Regions from separate parts of the Xenopus tropicalis genome. Here region 1 is linked to region 2. A link is a contact called in public Hi-C data. All regions are on one chromosome and are shown on one strand. Each heading gives the region's core, a stretch centred on a gene start, on an enhancer-like site or on the middle of the called end of the contact. The rest is flanking DNA. Distances are from core to core; before and after follow the strand shown. Region 1 holds the start of meis1 (homeobox protein Meis1). Region 2 overlaps meis1 (homeobox protein Meis1).

Region 1 (4,592 bases), core at 2,065-4,564, 54 kb after region 2:
AACACCCCACTTGGTTTAACTTCCCTTTGTAAATACAGTTATTTGCTGAACTTTCCCCAAACTCCATGCGTGTAATAAACTTCAGTACATAGGACTCATTAACCACTTAGGAGAACACAGAGGCAGGGAGCACTAAATAATAAAAAAGAAAACCGCGGAGCAGATACAAAAGTGCTATTAGAAACGTTCTCAGGAGTTTAAACAGAACTGCGCCGAGCGGACAGGACAGCGCCGGAGTTACCATGTTACATACATACAGTGTAAAAGGCACAGGGCTATGGGAATTCTTTGCACTTCCCGCGATAAGTAAGGGAAGAAGTGACAGAGGGTGCCCTGGGTACCTACCCATAAATGGCATCTTTATCTCTCTTTAGAGCGTCATTGACAGAGGAGCCCATGCTGGGGGGCATAGCGTTGGTGTGGGCCGTGTGCGGGTACTGGTGGGAATGCAGAGGAGGCCCATGATTCAGGTGGTGCACTGGCTGCATAGACCTGGCAGCATGGGGATCGCCATACATGGTACTGGGTATGCCCACTCCATCCATGCCACCGTAGTGGGGCAAATCGTCGTACTGTGTAACAGACAGAAAAAAACCATGAGCAGCTGCTCTCCTGACAGAGCCGCCGGCCTCTGCTGCTGGGGCCTTCCTGCAGCTCCCATCCTACTCCTCTCTGGATCATTTCATTCCCAACACTCATTCGGATCGGCTTGGAGAATTAGCATTTTATTTCATTAGCCATTCCTTGCCACTGATCAGATGGAAAAAACCAATGGAAATCAGAAGAACTGACAATATTTTAGATGTGACAGTTGGGAAATCAAGCTGAAAGCGTTTGCTTAATTCAATAACCATATGCCAAAATGTTTCAATGAGGGCAATTATAAGAGGCATGTGAATTTAGCATGTGGCTTCCTCTGGCTGCTATCTGGGCTACAAACAAACTGGGCAAATGCTGAATTTCAGGCTAATTACTGCACTCAACAAGCCCATTGTACACTATTAATTATCTAAAACAAATATACAGTATATGTAAATATATATATATATATATAGTTATATACACTTATGTATATATAATGCATTTACATGTATTTACTTTTCATTTGTATTTTTATAAAACGCTAACACTTTAGTCTGCCTATATATATATATAAATATTTCTTATCTTTGTATATCAATATATATATATATATGTGTGTGTACTTATGTCTGAATGTATGTATATACAAATATATCTTTCTATAAATACATAAATCTGTGTTAAACATATATTATATCTGCATATGACTGCTAATACAATTTTAAAATTAAAATAAAAAATGTAAAAGCATCAGGGCACTGAAATTGCTGTGTAGAACTACAGTGTGGGGATAACACTAAACACAATCAAAGCCTGGGTGAGGGCAGAAAGTTTAGACAAATCTCACAAGTCCCAGGAAAGTCACTATCACAGAAAGGATCTGGTTCTAGCTTGTCATATTACTGGTTACTTATGCGATTTGTGCGATTAGTAAATACTAACAAATAAATAAAGATCATGACTTGCTATCAGGGAGAACGTTTTCCATTCTATCGGAAATAAAGAAGCTGCCTGGAGCTGCAGGCATTAGTAAATAAGAGTTCAGTCAAGCAGTGACACTTGTTTGGAAGTGAAGTGTCAGCCTTTGCAGCTTTCCCCTTACAGATTGCTCATTATGGCGCTGCACTCAGATTATGCAAAGTTTAATGACTTTTAATTATTGCAACGCTACTGATTATGAGCACAGATTCAGAATAAGTGGCAGCAATTAAGATTACTTGTGTATTTGGAACACAACTTCATTGAAGTGTCAGATCCTAAAGAGAGATTAGACCTTTAACACTGCCACTAAGCCTGATGCACAAACACAAACACTTCTTAAAAACTCCGTATTGTCTGGGGCTGCTAGCTGTCTGCACCAATACATTAGGGGAATGCTTGGGCTCACTCACGTCTGCACTCTCACAATATATATGTGTAGAGGTATATTTAAAAAAAAAAATAGAAATTAAAAATATTATGACATGTACTATATATATATATATGTGTGTGTGTGTGATAATGCATAATATATACAGATATACAAAGACACAGTGATAAAACACACACATGGTAAATGCCATCATTTTTCTAATTTACTTACACACACATACATGACCCAACAGTTATACACAAGTGACTGCAGTGATTTGCCCAAGTTACAAAAGTGACACAATTAAGCACATAAAACAAACGTGTACCATAAATGTGTTTAGGTCAGTCACACTCACACATACACAATAACACACACACTTCTGTATAGCTGATCTGTATGTGCTGCTCCCTTCCCACTAAATCTCCCTGCAGAATGGAGAGTAAGTTTAGCCAGAGAGAGAGAGTAGGGGCCCCCTGTTACAGGGCCCAGCAGGGAAGCTTGGGAGTCCCACACATGCTTATTAATATACATACCCTTTGAGCCATCGGCCTTCCTAACTCCTTCCTACTTCAACTTCAGATATATCCTATTTAAGGCCAGTGTGGAACAGAATCAATTACGCAACTCCACAAAAAAAGTGAAAAAAGAAAAAAAAAAAACAGTAAAAAAAATTCCCTTTAAAGTTTCCAATGCGGTGAGAAGTGAAGCCAAGTCTCCGGTCGGACGGCGCTCATTGAATTAACAACATGATAATTCGGCATCAAACGCAACTGCTTCTTTTCCCCCCAAAGATCAGGGAGTGAAAAAATAAAAAAAAATAAAGGCAAATATTTCCCCCCCCCAACAAGATTCAGTAGGAAAGTGCCCCTGGCAGGCAGCTAAGGGCAAGTCTCATGGCTTTGTGCCACCGCAGCTGTCAATCACCGGGCGAGCTTGTCAAGGTGCTGAATGAATGATGATCCGGACAGAACCCCCGGAAAATGTAGTGTCCAGGTACAGAACTGAGGGAGATCGGGGCTCCTAGTGCCTTCTCCCGGGCAGGCAGCCCCGAACAGATCAGCTCTCTCCGTGCGACTCTCAGTGCTGCTGCCGCTGCTGCTGGGGAAAGGGGGAGGCAGAGGAAACGTCTCAGTCGGATTTAAAGGAGCCCCGGTGCTGCTGCTGCCGCTGCTGCTGCTGCCAGACTCGCTGTGCATGGAGTGTGCGTGTAGCCCAGGCGGAGAGCTGCTGGGTCTGGACCAGAATGCTGGAACCCGGAAGTAGTGGTGGCCATAACAGGTCGCGTCTTACACAATGCAATGGGCTGCAGCAACTCGCCTGTGTGGGGAGGGGGGTGTGGAAACGGGGAGGATAATCCCAAGCAGGAGAAACAAGAGCACATACTCCCAATCATAACAATCACAGGGCTCTGCCGCGGCAGGGAAAGAGAGCAGCAGCCGCCTCTCCCGTGTAATGTCTGCCCGTGTAATGTCGGCACATCCCCGGCCGCACTCTGCGGGACTTCATCGGCATGTCACATGGCGCTTCCCCCGCTGCTGTACTCTGACTGGGATCCCGGGGTCCGGCCTTGCACACAGGGGGACCCCACTACTCTAAGGGGGACCCCACTACTCTAAGGGCGAGTGGAACCCTTTATGTGTGTTCCTATATATCCCACTATCCTTTGCTATTCTCCTGACTCTAGTGGGATGTGAGAGTTGTAGTTCAGCAGGAGCTGGGAATCCCTAGTATTATAGATGTATGGGAATACCCTGAAGTGCGGGCAGTTTTAGGCTAGGGCCAACTTTACAGGCAAGCTTGGGCGAAACATAGGTACAAGCAGTTGTACTGCAACTCTCCGCACTTTCCGGCTTTCAGGGATACCTGGGAGTTGTAGTACGCCGGGAGCAGCAGGTCGCATAGCCCTAATGTCACCCCCCCCCCCCCCCCTGACGGGGACACTGTTGCTTTGCACTGGTAGGGCCCCCGATAATGTGTCAACTCGCATGTGGGATTTACAAATAAATGCAGTCGTCTGCTTTCTTAAATAACAATTCATAAAGACAATAATCGTGCAATTCGCTTTAGCTTCTAATTTGTAGCGACGTTGTATTCATTGGGTTTAATCGCTATGGACATTGTAGCTAATACAGCACACAAACAAACTTTTCTTTCATTTCTGCCCGAGAAGGGATCGCTCTCTATGTGCGACTCTGGGCTCTGTCGCCTTCCAGCTGCGCCGGGATTTATAGAGTTTTACCACAGCCCCCTTGAAGATACAGCAAGTATAGATCGAACTCCCCTCCGAATACAGCAGAATGAACTAGCCCAAATCTCAGTAGGCAGCAGGAGAGAGAGCTCTTGTCCAATCAGATTCCGGCAGTTCAAAGCCTGCCCATGTATTGGTTAGAAGGTAAATCAATTATCAAATAATCGATCAGCGGGGCGCTGAGATCTGCACGGAGAGCTAAGACTCCAGTAGGGAGAAAGCGGAGTTGTGCGGCTCGGAAAGCGCTGTGTGGCTCGTCTGTAACCATAGGAAAGGCGCTCCGTCAACTAAACACTGGCATAGCCCTAGCCCTGCACTCCCTCAGCAAGGGGCCTACCTTGTGGCAAACGAGAGCGGGTGGCTGGGCACAGGCAGATAAAAAGTAGACGAACAGATGGAAAAGAAAGC
Region 2 (4,566 bases), core at 562-3,061:
TGAAAGCAGAAGCATTAGGAGTTGAATTTTTGTAAGTGAAGACTTATGTAAATACAATGAAGAAACCTTTCAAGCAAGAGCCAGATCCCCTCCTTCAATCCCTGGCAATGACCTATCCCAAATAAAAAGGTTTCTGTTACATCATTAGGTCAAGCCAAAAACAGTCCAGGCTTAATGCAGTTTGTTCTTCCTACTGTTTTTAGGCAAATACAGCTACTTTACTCCCATCTGGGAGGGAAATGACACTGCTGAGCTGTAATCTAAGACAAGATTTTCATTGGAAGCAAATGCCTTGAATTCAGCGTAAATACTGATGCGTGTTCAGAAAAGCCTAAAACAATAAACCATAGTCCTGTCCGACATGAGTTAGAGAAACAGAGAAAAGAAAAAGCAAACAGAAAGGAGGGTAATTTTGTCCGGAGATGTTTTGACAATGGTGCGTTTTCTCAGTACGTTATTAAGCCCTGACTTTCCATGCTGAAATTGGATTTGCAAAAAGCAAAATAAGGAATCTTTTGTTTCCGTACACCCTCTCTGTGATGTGTACAAAAGCTCCCTACAATAACCCTAAAGGTCCAATGATTAAGCACATGGTCGCAGCTAGAAAGAACATTTGCCGAATGTCAGAGGAGTGACTTCATCCCCCAGATTTGACTTCTCCTGCTGCCAAACGAAGGCAAATTATGAAGGCAAGCTGAAAAGGTGGAAATAATCATAAAAATGATGCTAGTCCATAAACAAGCTTACAGCCTCATTAGTATAGCAGTAGGCTCCGCTGGGTGATTTATGCTCGTTTTGCTGATGCCATGAGGAAATGCCATAGGGCAACTTTGGCCAACTGCTAATGGTTTCTGACAGCTTCTTAGCAACTAGTGCAGGCCACGTTGTGGCGTTTGCTAGTGACAGAAACTGAAAATGTCATATCATCTGCCCATGTGTCATGAAGTCAGTGTGGCAATTAACTAGTAGGCCGCTGACTGAGAGGCCAGAGGCTCTTAAAATGGCCTTTGGCTATTCTGGGTAGAATATGCCCAATTTTGCATTTGTGTTGCACATATGCAATATTACAATGCGCAGACCTGGTTCACACTACCTTTGTCTGGGTCCCTGATGAGTCTGCTGCACTCAGATCTCCTAGCAGAATAGAAAGTCTCACTTGCTTTCACTTTAGGCGCTGCATGACATTATCAGAGGAGCTAAACGTAATTTGTTTTGATATGATTGTTTGAAATAGCACTTTAATTGGCAATACCTGATTTTTTTGTTTTTGAACATGGCATCCAGAGGTGCTAGCTGTTTTTCTGCTCTCGCAAATTAGTCTAAAAGGATTTGGTATCACTGAAGCAGACTCATTGCCTGTCAAATCGCTCGGAGCACAAGAGCTCTGCACAGCAACGAGACACTATTTAAAAAACACCCGGCCTCTAACTAGCATAAGGAGAGCCGTGCTCCCCCAGTCCAGCTCCCAGCCCTTCCTGTCCGTGTCAAACTGTCAAGTCTTTCACGGCAAGCAAGTCCCTCTTTCAAATAATATTTAAAAATTGTTTATGCAAAAAATTTCATAGGCCGTGATCTTGTGCAACAGGCCAGACACGGAAGAAGGGAATTTGTACTTAAATTTCAGTACGGACAATTTCTTATGAGACCCCAGTCTGTCCCCACAGAGTAATGCAGGTGACCTGTGCCACCTCCCTTGCTGTCAAGAGGCTCAGATTTCAAACACACTCAAATCAAACGTCCTATAGTTGCCTATTTAAGTACACCCAGGCATTTAGGCCATGCTATCTTGTTTCTTTCAAGAGAGGATAAAGCAGCATTTATAGCATTCAGGCCATTCAATAGGTCAAACTGCCCATGTCAGCAGGGGTCCCTCGCTTGCCTCTCATGCAGGTCAGATCTCCCTCCTCATACAATCTTCCTTCCCACAGTCACTAATGGCATTTAGAAATAAAAAAAGACAATAAATGCTTAGAAAAAAAATTCCAGGTCGAGAGTCTGTTCCCAGCATTTTCCGTACCACTCTTAAGAAGCATGTAGGTCAAGGAGATTATTTAAATCTATCTATGGTGAATGGTATATGATTTTGCTTTTTTAAGGTCTTGACTATTGCAATGGTGCAATGTTTTCTGGTATCTGTAGTTTTCTTTGGTAGTCCTACTGAATTGCAATCACTGTTCTGTAGTGCAATTCCTCTGGATATTTGAAAGGCAAATATTTCCTCCTTTATAAGAAATATCACATTCTCTTTAGTTTTCTGTAAATTTTCCCAAAGAGCCAAGTTGTAAAAAAATATTTGTAATAATTATATGAAAGCTGTCATGCACTTTTCCCTCATGTAAACGATCATTTCCATTTCATTCATAGTTAAGGTTGCCACCTGGCTGATACTTTGCCAGCCTGGACAGTAAAAATGATGCTGATGCCAATGTTATTAATAGGGTAAAATGAACAAATACACAAAGGCAGGTAATTTTTTTCCAGAAAAGTTAGCAACCCTGTTCATAGTCTCCAGTGAAACAGTGGCCTCTGGTGGGCAAGCTATTGTGGTCACCAAAAGACAGCATGTTTAAAAAAGACAGAAAATTATTTGATAAGTATAATGATGCACACTGGGAACATTAATGGCAACAAAGTCTTGTTATGAACCTAAATAAATATATTAGTTGGAATGTGGAATGTTGGAAAATTATGACAATGGCAAATGGAACCAGTGGCCCCTTCAGTTTAAATTGTGTAGGAGGCATTCTGGGAGTTGTAGTTCCCATGAATTGCACATATCCCATCAATGGGGCATTGTTTATATGTCAGCTGGCAAGTACCAGTCACCTCCTCCCTGTAGTGCTGTGAAAAATGCCGGTGTTTTATTTAATAAATAAAAAGAAAAGTAATGGTGTCAATGTGACAGATTCAGCGTTTCCAGCTGCAGTTTACATAAGACCTTCCTAGGCATCACATAAAATATGTGCACATTTCTCTGGATAATAAGGATGTGATTTAACTTTATGCCACATGAATAAAAGAAAATCAGTGAATGTGACAAAGTTGAAAGAAAAAGGAGCAGCGGAGCCAGGAGTTTTAGGAGACAGGGTGAGCTCAAGGTTTAAGGCTCGTAAGGAGAGTGCCAGGCCAGGAAAATTCCCTCGAGGCCCATTAACATGCTGAGGGCATTTTTATAAGGGATTGTAAAAAAGAGCTTAATACTAGTAAAGAGTAATGTGTTAAAGAGATAAGTGGTGTACAGTTGTTTTCACCATGGAGAAAGGGGCCACTTTGTTGGGGGGCAAAATGCTTTGGGACATGCACAGCTGCAAAGGCTCAATAAAGCATGTATGACTATATAAACAGTGGCTTTAAGTGTTGCTTGAAAATATAATAGACTCGACTGGGAACAGATCCTTTTTTTCTTCTCTCTCCTATTTTTTCAAGTTATTTCTCGAAGAGGGAATATACGTTTAATTTCTTTCAATACATAAAATAAACAAGTGTTAATCCAACTGACTACAGGGAAATTTACAGGCCTCCTACAGCTATTCGTATGTCCTACATAAGCTTATTATAGAGCTGGGGTGTCCATGCAGCATTATGATTAACCATCCATGAGACAATTCATAAGGGTGAATTACTTACCACTGATGGAATGGATGGTAAAATTAGGGTATGTTATGTAATAGATTCTTTATGCAATTAGTTATTGTTAGGGGTAATATAAAAAGCCTCATGTGTCATAAGGTTATGGATAAATTAGGCCTAATATCCTATAAACCAAATGTCCCAAGGCCAAATGGACAGTACTGTCATAGAGTGTAAAGGCTTTCAAGGATTTTAATCATGGAAAATGAATGACCCTCCTCTTAAATTAGGCCTTAAGTATCAAAGAAGGCACATATAAGTCACATATATACATACACATGGAAGCATCAAATATCAGATATGAACAAAAAAGGTAAATTAATCACAATGATGTAGGTGCATGTCTTGTTATAAGAAGTAACATACAATATCTTTTGGTCGGCTATTTGAACCAATTCTGAAACTGAAATGTTGCAGAGGAAACACGTCACACACAACATGCCTTTTTCCATGTCTCTTCCACATTTAACATTTAATCAGTTGCTGATAAGGAACAATGGTTAAGAAAACAGCCCAACATATTTGTGGTGATTGGGCTCTCCCTTCTCATTCTGGCAGTATCTCCCACCGAATTCCCTTCCTTTCAGATGTTGACTCTAGATCAAGTAAACTTAACACAATAGGTCAAAAAGGTCTCTACCTGTTTACAAAAATGTTTTCCTTATAAAGAAGGCTTTCAACATAACAGACACAGAGCTATTTTAATTAAAGGAAACAGAGTCCCAGTCTTGTGAACATAGGAATATGATACACTACAACAGGGCTGTTCAAACAGCATCCCCCCAGCGCCACGCAGTCCACTAGATTATCTTTATTTCGAGCCAGACCTCGGGAAAAAAAATGTATATTGGCCTTTACCCACAGGCACCGAGAAGAATATGTTTTTGTAATTTAAATATCTGCCTACAATAAATATTTACATGGAGCTCTATCCCC

Evidence for each region. Hi-C and Micro-C count contacts between places; a contact is called where the count stands out from the background.
Region 1: a contact with region 2 is called in a Hi-C map of neurula embryo, with 2.2 times the contacts expected there. The contact joins the promoter of meis1 here to the enhancer-like site in region 2. A contact is called at or near these places in 2 of 5 Hi-C or Micro-C datasets (neurula embryo and tailbud embryo).

The regions. Positions count from the first base shown.
Region 1 is chr5:31,392,248-31,396,839 of UCB_Xtro_10.0, forward strand. It overlaps meis1 (homeobox protein Meis1), which reads right to left and starts at 3,315. Exons shown (of 12, transcript XM_002931746.5): 1 at 2,470-3,315; 2 at 346-572. The coding sequence starts at 2,481.
Region 2 is chr5:31,340,205-31,344,770 of UCB_Xtro_10.0, forward strand. The region is part of intron 7 of meis1 (homeobox protein Meis1); the gene reads right to left. Among named protein-coding and RNA genes, the nearest start is that of meis1, 53 kb to the right of the region's middle. Within about 2 kb of position 1,812, at least 1 of the 11 cell types and tissues checked has an H3K27ac peak or open chromatin away from gene starts, as enhancers often do. A contact at or near this core is called in neurula embryo, where this site is marked.